Linked DNA regions of Zea mays: region 2 is linked to region 1. Evidence: chromatin contacts called from public Hi-C data. All regions are on one chromosome and are shown on one strand. The core of a region is the stretch at or near the end of the contact, and the rest is flanking DNA. Distances in the headings are between cores, read along the strand shown.

The links. Hi-C and Micro-C count contacts between places; a contact is called where the count stands out from the background.
Region 2: a contact with region 1 is called in a Hi-C map of bundle sheath, with 2.2 times the contacts expected there. The contact joins the promoter of LOC100285588 here to the promoter of LOC103635621 in region 1. A contact is called at or near these places in 5 of 25 Hi-C or Micro-C datasets (bundle sheath, ear, leaf and 2 more).

What each region holds. Positions count from the first base shown.
Region 1 is chr8:103,441,344-103,444,202 of Zm-B73-REFERENCE-NAM-5.0, reverse strand. It overlaps LOC103635621 (amidophosphoribosyltransferase, chloroplastic-like), which reads left to right and starts at 1,452. Exons shown (of 1, transcript NM_001323269.1): 1 at 1,452-2,859. The coding sequence starts at 1,598.
Region 2 is chr8:103,756,840-103,759,698 of Zm-B73-REFERENCE-NAM-5.0, reverse strand. It overlaps LOC100285588 (ATP binding protein), which reads left to right and starts at 1,345. Exons shown (of 5, transcript NM_001158479.2): 1 at 1,345-2,019. The coding sequence starts at 1,627.

The DNA.
Region 1 (2,859 bases), core at 203-2,702:
ATCCCTAGTATGATATGATCATACGATGTTTGTACGGATAGACGATAGACGAGGTCGCTAGGTGACACGAAAATTATGAAGTGACATTGATGGTCATACTAAGCACCATCAAGTTTAATGTGGCTACATGGCACTTGTGTTTTCATCAAAGTAACTTGCTCATCAACTTAGCCTTATTATAATAAATAACGAGATAATATACTAGCAAATAAACATCAAAACAACTTCATATAAGATTTAATCAATTCCAAATTAATTAGGCACCATAAGATATAGAATTATTTTAGGAAAACAATGAAACTAGATTCAGATTCTTTTGAGCTAAATCAAATTTTCTATGACTAAATACAACTTTAAGATTTTCAATGCATATTTTCAAAACATATAGACAATTTTCGGGAAAAAAAATATAGTTCAGTTTATCCCTTGAGCTATTGACGCGGTCCAATTTACTCTTGTAGCCGATGCGCTGACATAATATCATATTAACAAAAGCTGCCATCAAAACACGTATGGAAAACAAATGGTTTAAAAATTGAGGAGTTTAGAAAATCAGTTTCACAGAAGATGATGTGGTGGTGTGGGGGATGTGAATGAGACGAGTGCGAAAAATCGAGGGTGGTTTGAAAGAACCTTTTCGTTGGAAAGAGGAGGAAGCAATCGACTCAAGATATTTATGTGTAAGAATCTGTCTGTTTGAGAGTATAATATATTCATAATTTAATTTATTTTGAACTAATATTTAGTTTAAAATAAGTTAGGTTATATATTCTAGAGCTAGTAAAGTGATCGTTCCAGTCTTCAAACTTCATATTTTGAGCTTAATTTCATGCATGAACTAGGGAAGTTCAAGGATAGAAATAAAATGTGCTTGATAGTTTAAGGCCAAAATCGAACCCAAAGTGCAATGCAAAGTTCGAGGACTGTAATGTTTACTTCGCTAATTCTACATGAAACGGAGCCTAAAAAATATAATTTGAGGACTGAAACAGCAATTTTTAAAAGTTCAAGAATGAAATTAGACTTGAACGATATATAAGGGACTAAATAACTATTCCGTAAACAAGAAAAAAAAACAGTGATGCTGTGTTTTTAAGAAAAGAAGTAGCTGGGAGGCAGGCATTCAGATGTGGCGTGGCCGTTGTCTGCCTACTGCTGGTGGTGCGTGGGCTGATTGTAGCCGTAGGAACGAACGAGGCCATCATCGTCTTGCAGCAAAACTGGGCCTTTGTACTTGTGTATAGTTTCGTGGGTCGAGTTTTAGCACGGCCCATGCATAATTTCGTATACTCGTACTTCCTGGGGCCGTGGCCGTGGCCCATAGGCTCTGTATTGACTGTGCATTATCGAGTCAACTCATCCTGCTGGTGCTGGTCGGGTCCACAGCACTATAAATTCGGCTGACCGCAGCGACGGCAGGAGAATAGGAGATACGATTGTGCCGACCTAATCCAGCGGCAGCCAGGCACTCACCAAGGAAACCTTTTTAAATCTGGCCCCTTGACGCGCAGCGGGAGAGGCTCATCACCCCGTGTGCCCTCGCCTCGCCTCGCCCCGCCGCCCGCCCCAATCGACCAATCCCGTCCATATCAAAAAAATGGGAATTGTCGCCGCCGCCACCACCGCCGCCGCCACGTGCACGTCCCGACTCCTCCACCACCACGCAACCTATCACCGGCACCAGCTCAGGTACTCTGCGAGTCCGTTTCCTCTCTCGCTGCACTGTGGCTCCGGCCGGCGTGAGGCGGCGGCCCGGGCGCTCCTGCCCGACCGCGTCACCCCGTTCTCTTACGGCGTGGATGAGGACGCGGATGACCACCCGCGCGAGGAGTGCGGTTTAGTCGGGGTCGTGGGCGACCCGGACGCGTCGTCGCTGTGCTATCTGGGGCTGCAGAAGCTGCAGCACCGCGGGGAGGAGGGGGCCGGGATCGTCGCCGTGGGCGGGGACGGCAAGCTCAAGTCCGTTACCGGGCTGGGTCTCGTGGCCGACGTGTTCGGGGACCCGTCCCGGCTCGCCTCGCTCCCGGGTCCCGCCGCCATCGGACACGTGCGCTACTCCACGGCCGGCGCCGCCGCTTCGCTGCGCAACGTGCAGCCGTTCCTGGCCGGGTACCGGTTCGGGCAGGTCGCCGTGGCGCATAACGGCAACCTCGTCAACTACCAGGCGCTACGGAACAAGCTCGAGGCCAGGGGGTCCATCTTCAACACGTCCTCGGACACGGAGGTCATCCTCCACCTCATCGCGACGTCGCTGTCGCGGCCCCTGCTCGCCCGGGTCTGCGACGCCTGCGAGCGCCTCGCGGGGTCCTACTCGCTCCTGTTCCTCACGGCCGACAAGCTCTTCGCCGTGCGCGACCCACATGGGTTCCGCCCGCTGGTGATGGGCCGCCGCCGGAACGGCGCTGTCGTCTTCGCGTCGGAGACCTGCGCGCTGGACCTCATCGACGCCACCTACGAGCGCGAGGTGGAGCCCGGGGAGGTGGTCATGGTCGACCGCCGCGACATGTCGGTCGCCTCGGCCTGCCTCCTCCCGCACCGCCCCCGGCGCGCCTGCGTGTTCGAGCACATCTACTTCTCGCTGCCCAACTCGGTGGTGTTCTCGCACGCCGTTCACGAGCGCCGTACCGCCTTCGGACAGGCGCTGGCCGAGGAGTCCCCTGCCCCGGGCGCCGACGTCGTCATCCCGGTGCCTGACTCGGGCTTCTACGCCGCGCTCGGGTTCGCACGCGCGTCGGGGCTCGAGTTCCAGCAGGGTCTCATCCGTTGGCATTACAGCGGCCGCAGCTTCATCCAGCCGACGCAAGCGATCCGGGACCTCGCCGTGAAGCTGAAGCTCGCCCCCGTGCGCGGCGTCATCAC
Region 2 (2,859 bases), core at 96-2,595, 320 kb before region 1:
AACGGACAACAAGAGCAACAAAAACACCAAGTATAAAGTATAAGCTAATAAGTGCTTAAACCGAGCACAGAAAAAATCTGGCGAAAGGAACTGCTGGAAAAAAATCAGTTGACGAGGTGAAGTGAACTAAGAAAACTGAGCAGCCAAACGCCCACAGTGCATTCGATCAGTTTCCAACAGAAGTACAGAAATACCACTACTGTTCCAATCCAATCAAGCAACACGACTGCATAAAGAGCTCAAACAACTTCTAACAGGACACCGCATAGGCTCATATGGAGGAAAATGAGCAAATACGCGTGTGCAGCCGCGAAACTTCGAAGAACCTACGAGTTCCAGGCATCAGACGACAGCAGCCCTAAGACTCCAGAGCTCAATCCAACCACATCAAGAAGAGATGCAGGACCAAGACGAGCAACAGAATCGGAGTACCAAAGGAGAAGAAGAGAAAAACGGAGGGAGAAAAGGCCGCCCTCGTGCGGGGGCGGGGCGACCTGCGCAGGTGAGGAAGCCGTGGATCTCGGAGGCGACGAGCGGGTCCCGCCCGCCGGCGCCACCCACCATGGTCGCACTTGCTGTTGCTTCCGCGGCTAGGAATCCGGAGGTCGGGCGAGCGGGGTTGGCGGGCAGGGTTGGCTGGCGGTGAATCCGGAGGTCGGGCGAGCGGGGATGGCTGGCGGTTTGCGGCGGCGCGGAATCCGGAGGTAGGGCGGGTTGGGGAGTACCAAAGGAGAAGAAGAGAAAAACGGAGGGAGAAAAGGCCGCCCTCGTGCGGGGGCGGGGCGACCTGCGCAGGTGAGGAAGCCGTGGATCTCGGAGGCGACGAGCGGGTCCCGCCCGCCGGCGCCACCCACCATGGTCGCACTTGCTGCTGCTTCCGCGGCTAGGAATCCGGAGGTCGGGCGAGCGGGGTTGGCGGGCAGGGTTGGCTGGCGGTGAATCCGGAGGTCGGGCGAGCGGGGATGGCTGGCGGTTTGCGGCGGCGCGGAATCCGGAGGTAGGGCGGGTTGGCGGGGTTTGCGGATGGTTTGCGGTGGCGCGGAATCCGGACGTCGGGCGAGCGGGGGCGGGGGCAGTCTACGTTGAGCTCTTAATAGTTAGTAGAGATTCGATTACCAGTGGTGCCAAATTTTTATATGACGGTATCAGTTTATAGTGTGATATCTGATTATGGTGAAACTTAAATAAATATAATTTAATGTTATCATATATTTTTCACGTTATAAATATATGAACCAAATAGCACCTTAGTATTTACACATCCCAATACCACCTAGGTATAGAAGCTCAAATCGGATGCCGAAACAAGTTGTCGTGCAAGCCCACCGTTCCTAAATCCCTCTCAGCGGCAAAACGCAAAACGGCGACAAGCCCCACCGTTCCCGCACAAACAATTGCTTGGCCCGGCCCTGCGTGTCACGGACGGGAGGGCGCACTCGCCATCCATCCCCGCGCACCTAGGCCAGTGGCGGAGTGGCCACCAGTTTCCTCGGCTGCTCCCCTCCTGCTTCCCCGATGACACAGCTGGACCTGGACAGCCCACAGCTCACAAGGGATGACCAAAACCCCCAACCCAAAAACCCTAGCGACCAGCCACATTGATAACCTCCGCCGCCGCCGACGTCGATGCCCAGGCTCTCCCTCACCGTCACTGACGCCGCCGCTGCCATGCCCTTTGCGCTCCGGCTTGGTGGTTCCCCAGCGCTCCGCCCGGGCCCGCGGTCCCCGTCGTGGCTGCGCTTTGGCGGCATGGCCGGGGCGCGGAGGGCGCTGTTCTGCTCCGCCGAGGACGCCAGGCGGTGTGGCTCGGACGACTACGCGGAGGCGGAGGAGGGTCGGAGGGGAGGCGGGAGCCGCGTGCCATCGGAGAGGAGGATAAGGGGCGGGAATGCGGCCGCCGCGGTGGGGACGAGCGTCGAGCTACTGGGGATTCCTGGTGTGGGGCCGCGCAACCTTAGGAAGCTCGTGGACAATGGCTTCGAGGGCGTCGCGCAGCTCAAGCAGCTCTACAGGGACAAGGTGCACTTGCTTGTGTTTCGCCATTTGCTAGTTTGTGTGTTACAAGTAGGATTTCGTTTGCTTCAGGGCGTGGGCATTACGCTGCGCCACTGTTATATTGGTTATAATATTGCATCAGAGAAAGCCTACACTTGTTAGATAATTTCGGTCACAACCCTTTTGTTAGTTACTTAAAAGAACACCTAAAATGGCCGTGTTTCCACAATTAGTACACGTGCCTACCTTTGTGCTTCACCTTGGTTAATAATAACAGTTTTAGTTGCTACAGCATACATTATACCTATGCTTTGTTGTACAAATCAAAATATTGAATATCATGTTGTGCACACTTACACACTGTATGCTGAAAGGTATCCTTTCTGCAAGAAATTAACAGTGTAAAATATTTAAGTAGCAAATAGAGGGTCTCTAGTTTATTTATTTTGTAAGTAACCAAGCATATGTGAGGAAGGATAGGCCTGGTGCAGTGGCGAGAGCTCACTAGGTCATGGGTTCCTAGCAGCATCTCCACATTTGTGGTGGGAAGACTTGCCTCGGTTTATTCCTTCTTGAGGCCCAACTCATGTGGTAGCCTCTAACACCAGGTCTGCGGTCTGCCCATCCAGGCATATGTGAAAATTGAAATCAAATGATAGGAACATGTCATGCTAATAAAAAATGTTCTAATTTCAGTTTTGGAATTATTGGTCTTCTGAGACAATAGCATCATCAATCCCCTTATCTTGAAGTCTCTTAAGGCCCTGTTTGTTTCTCAGGAATTGAGTGGAATTGAAAATAATTTAATAATAAATGAGAAGCACTTTCCAGATGTTGGTTTCAATTCATGGGATCCAAGCAGGC